Regions from separate parts of the Gossypium hirsutum genome. Here region 2 is linked to region 1. A link is a contact called in public Hi-C data. All regions are on one chromosome and are shown on one strand. The core of a region is the stretch at or near the end of the contact, and the rest is flanking DNA. Distances in the headings are between cores, read along the strand shown. Region 1 holds the start of LOC107901557 (protein ROLLING AND ERECT LEAF 2). Region 2 has its middle 77 kb from the start of LOC107901557.

The links. Hi-C and Micro-C count contacts between places; a contact is called where the count stands out from the background.
Region 2: a Hi-C map of leaf shows a contact between it and region 1, with 2.8 times the contacts expected there. The contact joins the enhancer-like site here to the promoter of LOC107901557 in region 1. A contact is called at or near these places in 10 of 34 Hi-C or Micro-C datasets (anther, callus, hypocotyl and 2 more).

What each region holds. Positions count from the first base shown.
Region 1 is chrD06:21,414,023-21,420,703 of Gossypium_hirsutum_v2.1, forward strand. It overlaps LOC107901557 (protein ROLLING AND ERECT LEAF 2), which reads right to left and starts at 3,260. Exons shown (of 4, transcript XM_016827612.2): 1 at 1,926-3,260; 2 at 1,309-1,484; 3 at 925-1,148; 4 at 1-737. The coding sequence starts at 2,913.
Region 2 is chrD06:21,490,684-21,497,364 of Gossypium_hirsutum_v2.1, forward strand. No RefSeq gene overlaps it. Among protein-coding and RNA genes, the nearest start is that of LOC107901557, 77 kb to the left of the region's middle. Within about 2 kb of position 2,723, at least 3 of the 9 cell types and tissues checked have an H3K27ac peak or open chromatin away from gene starts, as enhancers often do. A contact at or near this core is called in hypocotyl and leaf, where this site is marked.

The DNA of each region.
Region 1 (6,681 bases), core at 2,010-4,509:
CAGAGCAGGCGTGAGAATAGTCCGACAATGCGCGGAATATCTCAGGCAACCGGATTTTAAGACTTCCAATAGATTTCTCTCGCACTTGAATGCAGTGTTTTTTGTGAGCTTCGGCTTCCTCTTCCAACCTCTTTTTCAAGCTCTCGACCACAAGCTGCCTCTCGGAGACAGGATCCTTTGCATTTGCGTCTTCACCTGCATCTATTTCATCCAAGGCAGATCTTCGTTGCTTGTACTTGTGATACCATTCCTCGAATGCCTGGCTCTTGCGCAAGAATTCCTTCCTAGTTTCCTCGCATTTTTCTTTTAGCTTCATCTCTTCGTCTTGATGGATGATTATTGTTTTTATCACTGCAGCGAATGAAGAGATAGCAGATTTGGCAACCTCGTCAGGAAGCTTTTCAAGACAATCGTGCCATGCATGAAGGAGTGCTTGGATGGGAGGATTCTGCACTCGTGGAGGAGATGAGATTTTCTCTTTCAAGCTGCTTTCGATAGGGATGAGATTCAACTTTAACCAGTTGTTGAGAGCTAGGATGTATTGCTTTTGATTGGTCACAAGCTTATTAAATTGCGAATGCCACTCTTGGACAACGTTATGAAGTTGGATGGTCCAGTCGTGGTGTTGCTTTGTTGTTTCTTTGGAACTGAGGGCAACGTCAAGAGACTTAAGCTTTTCAACAACCTTGAGTTGCCTATCATGATGTATGCACATGCTTGCCCACATGTTAGCCATCCTGCAAATTAGATGTCAAAATTTATGGTCATGATTAAATTCAATTCAAGCCATTGGCAATGAGTTGGCCTCTTAATCTGAACAGGCAACACAAACAATCCTGGATAAGCTTATGAAGTAAAGATGCCAATTACAGCAATATTAGAACCAATATACAGATTTCTAGATATTTTCATAGGAAAACTTACCCATCAACAAGCATAACAAGTTTCGGATATAACTGCTCATCACGTAATCGATTGACTTCCGACACTGTTGAATCCATGGACTGCATGTCAACTATGTACCTTGTATGCAAATGACTTACAGCCGCCTTTGTTTTCTCCAATGATTCAGCAGTAGCGCCACGTTTCTTCTGCTTGTTTAACCAAGCTACCTTCCTTTTATACTCGAGCTTCATCAGCTCTCCTTGCTACAATCGGGACCAAATTTTCATAACATTCAGAACAAGTTTAAAGAACAAGCTTAACAACATGCCTATCAACATGGATCGCCATGAAAAGCAGCTGACCATAAAAAAAGAATAAAAAAAGTGAAGAGAGAAACAGATAACCCAGAGTCTTAAAATGTACCTTTACTTCATCATAAAGTTTCTTTTCCCATGCTAGCAACTTATCCAGGACAGTGGCGTGAGACTCGTGCTCTTCAGAATCAAACTCATCCTTCCTGTCTTCAATGTTTGTCATACCTCTGAAAGAACTATTCCATGTAATGACACGCATTACCCTCGCGGAATGATCAATATGTCCTACGATCAGTGAGATCATTACATTAAAGATAAAGCAATTCTCTTTCTAATTGCAACTACAAATTGCAGGACAAGATCTGCACAAAAAATTAATAACTTTGAGATCATTTCAACTATTCCATTTTACTCGATAAAAAATAGCAGCTTTGTTTTGTGGTAAAGAATAAAGTATAAAGATGTAAGGTCAAGGCCAGATTAAAACATAAAGGTAAAGCACAACAAGATCTAAATGCAAAGACACCACTTTACACAAAAAGTCCATTAAATCATTTAAAAATACAAAAAAGAAAAGTTTCCCCCAGATCCAAACAGTCGTTCACATAAAATTGCAGTGAAAACCTAAATTTATGAAATTCAACTAGGTGCAGAACAGGAAACAGGGAAAACCTAAACTGTCACAATCAAAACATATTAGGCAACTTAGAAAAGCAAGCAGGTTACCTCGATTATCAGCAAAATTGGAATGATAATGCAACCTGGTAGCCTCCAGCATCTTAGAAACCTCTTGAGCACTCTCTGAGCATTTCAAGAAATGGTCATCAATCTCATTCAAAACCAGCATCAAATTCACACTAGAAACGGTCTTCACCATTCGCATGAAATCTGCCGGAGCCGTTTTCGAATGCTCCATCTGTACCTGTTGTTTCCCCTTCACATCATCCTCCACCGCCACCTTCTCCGGCCTCTCCGGAGTCTTGGGCTCAATCTCACTATCGGCTCCGCCATGGCTATTAAACCCCACACCACCCACATTGTTAGCGAAAGGTTCAGCATTTCTACCCTCGGTCTCGTTGTCATTGTTGTCCAAATCCAAGCTCGGACCCGGCATGTTATTGTCGACCATAAAGAAGTAATCCCAAGCCATGTGTTTAGCTTCCGGCATCGGCGGCGGGTGGTGGGTCACATTGTTGTTCTCCGATGTCGACGCCGTCATATCTTCCCTATTATGCCCTCGTGAGTCTTTCCTGAGACCTTCATTATGATTTTTTTCAAGCACCTCGTTTTCTACATGATTTTCTTCTTCTTCTTCTTCTTCTTCAATAGCGAGAGAAGAATCGAACTCCTTGCGACTCTTGATGGGCATTTCTGGCATGCTGAGGGCGCGTTTGATGGGAGCGACGGGGCTAGGGGAGAAGTTAGGAAGCGGAGGAGGTGGAGGAAGGTTGTCCATCATAGGAGGCGGAGGAGGCGGCTGAGGAGTGGAGTCAAGTGGAGGAATCCCACGTGGTTGTTCTTCGAGGGGCTCTTCAGCTTCCCCATGACCGTAGTCACTCAAGGCAGCGCCGGTGTTCTTCAACGAAATGGCGTACCCAGAGTGACCGGCGGCGAAGGCGTTTCGAGTTACGACCGCATCTTTCATCAAGTTCTTCCGGTCCTTGCATCGAACCACCGATTCTTCGTTCTCTATTCTGGACTGGGCACACCCCATTTTTAGCAGAAACAATTGGCCCAGTTAGCAACCACCGGCTCCGACAGCCAAATAAACCCAATGCTGCGCCGTTCGCGGTGGTTCTTTCGGCTATTATCTTTAGATATTTCGTTTGGGGATTAGAAATATTGAGAGTGGGATACTGCCAAGGATAGAACAGCGAGAAAACGAGAAGACAAAGGCAAATAGTGCAGCAGAGCAGCGCAGAGCTGAGGGAAAGAGAGTGATGAGAGTGGGGTATATGCATTTGTACTCGCTGTCCTTTTCTCTATATTTTTAAATTAACGGTCACATTATTTTATTAAAAAAAAAAGCAATAACGTTTCACGACGGCGTTTTATTGCTGATATATATGGTTACTTCTACTTTTACTCCCTATATTATTTTTATGGTTAAGATATGCAACAAGTCCCTATACTTTTCGAAAATTAAGAATTTAGTCTATATACTTAAATTTTAATAGAATTTAGTCTCTTTATTTTTTAGATTTCAAAATTTAGGTCCAATTATTAATAATTTTAATTTTTTTTGTTAAATTTGTTGCTATAATATTTTTCAAATAAAAAAAACTCACTTAATAGCCATGTAACTAAAAGAAGACTTTGTAATTAACTCGAATTTAACAAAAAAATAAAAGTTAACAATGTTTAATAGTTAGACCTGAAATTTAAAATTTAAAAAATAGAGAAATTAAATTTTATAAAATAAAAATATAAAGACTAAATTCTCAATTTTCAAGAATTTTGTGGCACATTTTAAACTATTTTTATTATACTTCTTTTAAGATAACTTTGATTTGTAATATCTAAAAGAATGAAGATAGCTATTTTTAACATAAATAATACATGAATTTTAAATCCGGGTTTACAAAAAAAAACCTCGAAATCTAAGGTTTTTTTGTCGGTTATTAGGTTTGGAGTTGTTTTCCTACGAGCTCTTCAATTTTTTTCATTGAAGTTTTTGTGTGAAAAATAAGATAGAAACAAATAGATTTTAAGTTTTTCATTAAAAAAAAACTTAAATAAATAATATTTAATATTTTTTTTAGATTTTATTAGTTAAAAAGTGTCATGTGTCAAAAAATAATTAGTAAAGTATTTTTTAAAGTAATTTGAGTAATGGAGCATAATTTAAGTATCACTTATAACTAAAAACAAAATTTAAAGATCAACTTAACAAAAATGTGTATAATTTAAATACTATTTCATAGTTTAAGTCTTACTAAAAAAATAATTCATACATAATTTCCGCAACATGAAAATCCAACTAAAACATAAAATGGTAAATTCCACCCATGGTCACTTTTGTTTATCTTATGTTACATTTTAGTCACTTATGTTTGAAATGTTACGTTTTAGCCATTTATGTTATTGTGTTGTAACATTTTAGTTACTGATCTGTTAATTGCCGTTAACGGTGTAATGATAAACTGATGTGGCACGTTAAATAATCATTTCAAACAAAAATTTTAGGTAAAATTATATAATCGATCCCCATTTTTTTTTCTTTTTGAGTAGTTTAATTTTTTTCTTTTATGTTCTTTAAACTTTTCTTTCTTTTTTTTTCCAGTCTCTTCTGTTTCTCCCTCTGTTTTCCTACCTTCTCCATTTCTTTTAACATATCAGGAAGTTGAATTGGCAGTGAAGAAAGAAACAGGAAGTTGAAAGCCATCATTGCCTATAACCAAAACCCATATCATGCTTCTTTCTTCACTGTCAATTCGACTTCTTGATATGTTAAAAGAAAATTTTAAATTGCTCAAAACGAAAAAATATGGAGACTAATTGTATAATTTAACTTAAATTTTTTGTTTGAAATGATGATTTAACGTGTCACTTTAGCTTACTGTTACACCGTTAACGGCAATTAACGACTTAGTGACTAAAATATTACAACAGGATAATGTAAGTGGCTAAAATGTAACATTTCAAACATAAGTGATTAAAATGTAACCTAAGGTAAACAAAAGTGACCATTAATGTAGTTTACCCAACATAAAAATTTCAAGTAATCAACTTTTACCAGCTTGCCATTGGCCAACTCCAGTTTCGTTTTGTTTTTTAGCTCTATTATTAGATAACATTCCTATATAAAAGATTATTGTAGTAGATAAAAAGTAAAAATGAAAACAAACACAGTTAAAAAGGTAGCAACGAATAATCTCCATGGATTAGGTATTAGGTGAGCAGAAATTAGAGAGAGGAGAGAAGCTTAATAGATGAGTATATATTTTTGATATATTGTATGTCCAATAGATACATCAGGATCTAAAATCCTAAAAGCTCGAAATAACAGCTTTTATTTTTTGTTATGCATGCTATAATACATATTTTTTTAACATTAATTTTATTATAAATTCTTATCATATCTGTTTTTTATGCAATGTTTAAAATTAATTATAATAATGAGTTTTAATATATTCGAACCTATATTTTTTTGCACTAATAACAATATCAATATCAATTGAGTTAGAACTCAATTAACTTAATAAGTATGCATTGAAAACCATTCAAATCATATAAAAATAAACCTAGGACTACCTTATAAGCTAGATTAATTCGGTGGATGTATGAACATCCATCTCCTTGGCAAGAGTAAGTACGTAATCATAATAACAAGCTTCACCAGAACTAATCATAGGCAGCTTGAGAGGGATAAAGAGCTTCTATTATTTTTTTTCTCTACTTTTAAATGCAATTAATTGCCTTGAAATAATTGGATTGGATTAGTGGTGTCGAAACTATTTTTTTGAAAGAGTTGACTTTTACTTTTAAAGTGAAAACAAAAAAAGGGAGTCACTACCAATCTTTTTTTTTTATGAGGTATGATCAGGTCACATCGTAAAATGATTATTTTTAATAAACAGTTTGATTTATTAAAACAATGTTTTTTTGGTCTACAAAAATTTAGAAAGTGGGTTCGGGAGTCGGTTACGTACGAGGAAGGATTAGCACCCTCATAACGCCCAAAATTAGTATCTTGTTGATTACTTGATGTTTTTAGTGTCGAAATTTGAAAAATTGAAGGAAATTTAAAGTACAATCTCTTTTTTTTTTTTTTTGCATGATGACAAATTTATTCAAAATCATTTAGTTAAATCCAAACGTATATGAGGAGCTTTCTTATTTCGAGTTAATGAAGAGGTCATGTTCCGTAAGTTAGGACATGACGTCCTGTATTCTCGGAAATAAAATCGCTCATCACATAATTTTTGTTTAAATCCCATGTATTTTAATGTTTGAAGGATATTCGGTTATTTAGGTTCAACGAGAAAAATAAAAATCCCGTAAGTTAGGGTACGACTTCTCGAAGCTCCAAATGCGGAACATTGCCTATTTTTTAAAAGTTTTTTTTCCTTTTTTTTTTTGAATAATAACACGTACAATTTAAAACAATAAGTATTTATCTTATGTTTAAACATAATGTATGGGGGTAGAATATTAAATGATATATGATAAATAAATGAAAGAATATTACAAAAATAATGATACAATCATGATAATAATTCATATTATAATGATAATAAACAAAGTAAATGATTTTAAGAAAAGAAAGAAACATGATAATGACGATAGATATGACTTTTTTCTTAAAAAAAAAAGGAAGCATGACAATGACAATAAATAAACCCAGCATCAAATATTGAATACGATAAAATGATCAATAGGATAATGAGAACAGAATTAAAAATTACGAAGGAAATAATATGAGTAATCTATTTTAAAGTATAAAAGGGTAAAGATATAATAGCAAATAAATAAGTAGATA
Region 2 (6,681 bases), core at 1,473-3,972, 76 kb after region 1:
AGAATTAGGTAACTCTAGTTCTAAATCTTGTTGATAAGTTAAATCTTAATTGTTGAGTTGTAAGGTTATTTATTGGTTAGGGAAGTAATTTCAAATGAGTTGTCTCTTGGTTACCGAATAAATAAAGAGAGATTGGTTGCCCGACATTGAGTCAACAACTAGAACTAATTTAAGGCATTGAAGTTATTCTTGCGTCGATAACCAAATCTATGAATCAAACAGAGATTTTACCTTTGGCTAGAGTTTCTTCATTTTTTATTTTATTTTATTTTATGATCTCTTTTTACTTTGCTTCATTTTAATTTTAGTTTTTAATTCTAATCCCCTTCATCTTTATTTTACTTGTGTATTAGAGAAATAAAATTATCATTGGTCTCTATGGATATGAATCTACTTGCTGCTATCTACTAATTTTTATATTTTTCAAGTAAGTTTTTATTTTTATAGGTCGACAGCCTAACATATTAATATATTAAATTTTTAATAATATTTTATGTATTGCTAGTTATAATTGTAAATATACATTTTAATATACTAAATTACACATAGTTATTGATATGATATCTTTTATTATAGTCTAAAATATAATTATAGTTATATATATATAATATTATTTCATTATATAATACTATATCACATGTTATAATAGTAGAGTAGTACATAATATTTTTAATTATTATCATATATTATTGTTTATTATTATACTAGTTAAAATATACTCTAAGTCCCTATATTTTTCATACATTTCAAAGTTGTCCCTCCTACTATATTACATAATATTATATCTTATAGTATATAATATATTAATAATTTATATATATGCATCAATGATTAAACATTATAATATTCAGTAATATTATTTCTTTTATTATATATAATAGAAGTACATTATATATTAATTATTAATTATTAATTATTATATTATTTGAAATATGTTCTAGGTCGCTATACTTTTCATAGATTTGAAAGTTAGCTCTGCTACTATGTCATGTAATACTATATCATATAGTATATAATATTATGTAATATAATAATAATTATATACTATAGATTTTAATAATTATTAATTTTATATATTTATTATACATATATAATCATAGTCGTAAAAATATTTTATATTAAACTAATATTTTTAATTTTTAACTTTATAATTTAACATAAAAATTACTATTAATTGCGGTTCCTATTAATAAAATTTTATTATAAATATGTCATGCATATGAATAAAATTTCATAAATAAAAAAATTATTATTTATTTTTTTAGTATTGAAATCTATATTAATTATTAATGTATATGGGTGTTTAATTATAAATTCGAGTTTTTCCGAACTTTGGGTTAAATTATTCTCAAGCTCAGGCCAAATTGGTCTCGAACTCGAATTCTTATAGACTCGGGTATTTCTTGAGCTCTGTTTTTGTTGGGCTAAGATTTTTTCAGGCTCGAGCTTTCTCAAACTCGGATTGACATGGACAGCCTTTCAAGTTCAAGCCTGTTTTACTAGCTCTTATTATGGATATATATTAGTAAGTCCAAAATGATACCACCCTTACTTGCTACTATTAAAGTAATGGTGTGGATTTCTTTTTACTATTATTCAATTACATAATCAATACCATGTGAAAATTCAATCAACCATGTTCAATCAATAACAAATATATGCGAACTAATGCTTACAACTATTTTTTTAAAAATGCGTCATCTCTTTATTGTCAATAATAAAAGGTATTATAAATTTGAATTTACTAATAATATTATAAAAATAGACTATCAAACTATGTTAAAAATAAAGTATATAAATTTACGGATAATATAAATTTTGGCCCTTGAACTTGGCAATTAGGTCTACTTAGGTACCTATATTTTTTTTGTCCACTTTGATCCTTGAACTTGGCAACTAGATCTATTTTTGTCCCTGAACTTGGGTTCTGTCAAGATTTGGTGATGTAACCAATGTTTCTAGAACATGATCAAAATAGACGAACCGAGAATTAAGCAATGCTCGAACAAAATGGTTGAACTGATTGATACGGAAACTGCTTGAAATTGGTAAAAATCAAAATCTAGGACAAAAATTGTCAATTGAACCAGTTTAATATATTTTTTTTGTTACTTTACGTTTTTATATTTTTATGAATTTTTAATTACTTATTTAATTTTTGTTGGTTTGTTGGTTGAATTAATCAAACTAGTTGAATTGGGAACCAATGGTCTGATTTGTGGTTGAATTGGGAACATGCTGAATTAGTTGTACCACATCATCATCTGAAAATTTATATAAAATTTATAAATTTTAAATTTTCATGTAATGATGTGGCACAATTTTAGAGTGCTACATCATCAAATTTTTATATTTTTCAAGTTTAGGGATCACAATGGATTTAACTGTTAAGTTCAAATGTCAAAGTGGATAAAGAAAGTATATCAATATAAACTAATTGCCAAATTTAAAGGAGAAAAATTATATTATCTCATAAATTTAATCCTAAATCATAACATAGAAAAGATCCTAAATTCATAATTAGAACGCACCTAAAATAAAAAACTAAGAACAAGCTCCGGTTCCGTGATGGAAAGACTAAAACCATGTCAGTTTATATAGCCATATGATCTTCGAAGCCCATGAAGACCTTTGATAAGTTGAACAGGCTAATTTGCATAGATACTTATTACATATAAAGCCCCAAATAATGTCTCCAACTGCCACCGCTTCACTTAAAAATGCAACTTCTATCAAGTGGATTTTGGTAGAGAGGGCTGAAAAAAGGTGGGTGTATTTAGATTGTCTCTCCCCAACATGATTGATTGGGCCATTTCATCGCTAAAGGCATCTAATTTGAATGAAATCAACAGTTTTGTCAATAATGTGTTTAAAATTTCTTATTGGACCTTTTATCAGAGTTTTAGCATGGGTTAGGCCTTTTGGGAGTTCTATTTTGTTGAAACTATGAGTCGTATAATGGGTATAGATTTACATGTATTTAAGTCTTTTTCTTTTTTCTTTTGAGATTCTGGCCCAACTAAGCTTTTGCGCGCCGCTAAATAAATATATAAAAGAAAATTTAATTGCATCATCCATCTCTAAATTATTATTTAATTTTTAAATTATACTAAATTTCATTGTCTCAATTGATTCATCAAATTATTAGTAGTTTAGACATTAAATGTTAACTTACATATGATATTGTACATATTTAAATGGATTAAATTTAAATATGTGTATACTTATCAGATGGACAACTTGAATTTAACGTGTTAAAACAAATTGTTCGTATAAATTTTATTTACGTCTTTTTTTCCTAATATGTTATTATTTATACAATATATACACACGTATTAAAAATTTGATCAACATATTTAAATATAGCCCACGTTAGATTCAAACTAACACTTAATATCCAACCTAATAACTTGTCCGAAGAACCTAACTAATATGAAACTAGAACTTTAAGCACTCAGCTAGAATGTAAAGCCATTTGGAGCAATTACCTCAAAATAAATTATGGAAACTAATTACTAAAAAAACTATGTGATTATAGAATTTGGTTGAAGCCAAAAAGTACATAATCATTATTTAATGGTAAATTAATTTATTTTAAAGATTAAAAACAAAGCTTAAAAAGCCTTAATAGTTGTATCCTTTTTGGGTTAGTTAAACAGTAGGAAGATGCATAAAGTTTTAGCCTTGTAGGTACTTTTTTGTTTTTTTTTGGAAGGTTGTAGGTACTTGCTTTTAGTTCCAATATGCTTTGCCCATCTTCTTACCTAAATTCTAAGCAAGTCTTTGCATGTGATAAAAGCAAACCAAAATGAACACGTTTGGTTGGACATCCATTTAAATTGATCAAATTTCATTGTAATCCTTCTACTACGTTGAAATTTCAGATTTAATCTCTTTAATCTGACATAATTTTATTTATCTATTTTTATAACGTTGCTAGTAAGTATACATTGAGAACATCGTTAGTTGTTACCGTTAAAGGGATTGTATGATTTAAAAAACAATTTTAAATAATTGACTAACATGTAAATTTATTATTACTTGAATTGGTATTGTCAAAATCGCTAGGCGGACTCAAGGCTATAAGACCCTTAAATAACCTAAGGTGCAAGGTGCAAAAAAATGCTCGCCTTAACATCACTAACTTTAATATGGTGGGAAGTGGTTTTGATGCATCTAGCTCCGTATGAGTGTCTTGGCGCCTAAACATCACTAACTTGAATATGGTTGTCTAAATTTTTACATAGCTTTGATTGTGTGACTGAATAACAGTAAAAAAAAATCACATCTCCACTCTAATGGAAGCATTTAATAATGTTATCAATTTGTGCATATTAAAAGTATGCTCAGTTATGTTATGATAAAAGTTGAAGCCATAACAAATGAAATAACAACAAGACTTTGCACACATAGACTGCCAACACAATTCATGCTTAACCTATATCTGTGGAGCCTTGCTTAGAGAACCATTTCACTAATATCAACATAGTATAAAGAAACAATTATTTAAGCCTAACCCTCTAACTTTCAAGTTGCAACCTCCCATTACATATTTTCTCTATCACTTAGTAGGTATTATACAGTCATTCAAAGATGACAATCTCAACAAGCAAATTCCTTACTTGAGCAAATAGATTTAATCACTAACATAAAAATCATATCACATAATTCAATAATGTAGATCATTTAAATAACCAACTCACTAAGATTGATGAGCTCATTCAACTTCTGTTTTAAACACTCATCATTTAAATAACCAAATCTCTTTTTCACGTCAACAACAAACTCTTCAAAATTACTAGGACTTCTCACACCTTATCTTCCATAGTATTAGAAATCATATGGAGTTTATATGCCTTAGCTTCTTATCCCATGAAGAGAAAGTTATTTAAGCTCTTATACTTGACATTCTAATTTTTTTTACTACATAAAACATTAGTGAAACTAATACAAAAATAAAGTAAAAATTTTTCCAACTAAAGTTAGTGTTATGCTAGAGAATTGTGGTTGCCAATGTTGGCACAAGTCAAGCCACTTCATCTATACAACAACTCTAAATCCTAACAATATCCCCAATTTGGCATTTTTGGTAAATCTTAAAACACAAGCAAAAAGTAATTACAACCAGAAGAGCAGAGAGATTAGTTAAACAATTTCAAATCTCCCTAACAATAATAAAATGCCTTTAAAGCTTAAACAAAAATTAAAAAAAAAAAACAAACCAAAGTTTAAAATTTGAAATAACAATCCATGAACCCAATAAAAAAACAAAAAAAAAACCAACAAAAATTCCCCTAAAAATCTCACTCCTATGTCTCTACTCATTTTTCGAAAAGAAAATCCAATAAGGGACTTTAAAGTTCTTCAATTTCCAGATCTTGAATGTATTGTATGACATCGAGCTTTTCTCTTGTTAATGCTCAGTAGCAGGGATTTTAGAAAATCCAATAAATATTATTTGGTGTTCTAACTCTTTCTGCACAAGGTAAAGTGTTTGTGATTCCAATTGTAAGTATAACAACTTCCTCAATAGTAGGATCCTCTTCATGTTCTTCAATAATTGGAGCTTCAGTTGGGATGGTGTTATCAACATGACTCCAAAAATCATACTTGATATTGTATTTCAATTCATGTGGTAAAGGCTCTAAAGAATCATCACTATTTTTAATAATTTTCTACCTCATAAGGAGTCGATGGATTAAATTACAACATGGAAAACCTAGTTACACATCACCAACTTTTGCAAGCTTTAAAATTTGGTTAAATATAATATAACCAAGATCAAATTTAATTCCATTACTCACTTTGAATATTAGTAATCAACCTTTTACCTATTGATGCATCATGTAAAGTTGACTTGTGTAAGGAAACATATAATTTGTTGAGGCTCGAACTTGAAATCCATGTCTTCGCAAGATTTTAGAACATCACCATTCTAGACAGTAGAGATCTTGTCCCAATCAACTGTAAAGTTATCCTCTTATTCTGAAATTTTCAAAAAGTTACTAATAATAGAAGGATTATACTCCCCTCTAACACAGATCTTCATGTAATTGTTTCAGTTTTGATTAGTAACATCTTTCTTCAAATGAACATAAAATTATAGTACAATGTTCTTAACATAAAGAGTAACAAATCTAGTTGTATTTAGCAACTCTGTCTTCTCCAAAGCCTACACTATCCTAGCCTTTGTAAAATTTTCAAGGTCGATATTTTTTTCTTTAATCAATTTTTTTGTTAGAGACTATTCATTATATTTCTTCATGTTTTGTTTGGAAACCTTGGTGCCTTATTTTTTATGACTTTATTTTGCTTTTTAGCTTTTAGAGGTGGAAGAGTAGACTTAGCTTTTCTTTTCCTCTTCTTCTTTGCAGCCGCAACCATAAAATTTGACAAAGGTTCTATATCCTCTATATCTTCTTCAAGATTAGAATGTGAAGGATAGTAAAATAAACCTTCATTTGTGGCAAGCTCTATGGGAACCTTAGAGGGCACAAGATTATTCTCTATTTCAATTTTAGTTTTTTTAACTGGTACATTCTTTTCAGGGATAATTGGATAAACTTAGGTATAAATTCATAAGAAGTAGCATTAGTAGGAACTTTCCTTGTGATTTGATCAACAAAGTTATCTAAATAAATATTCATGGAATCACTATTTAAATTCTCCTTACTATTTCCA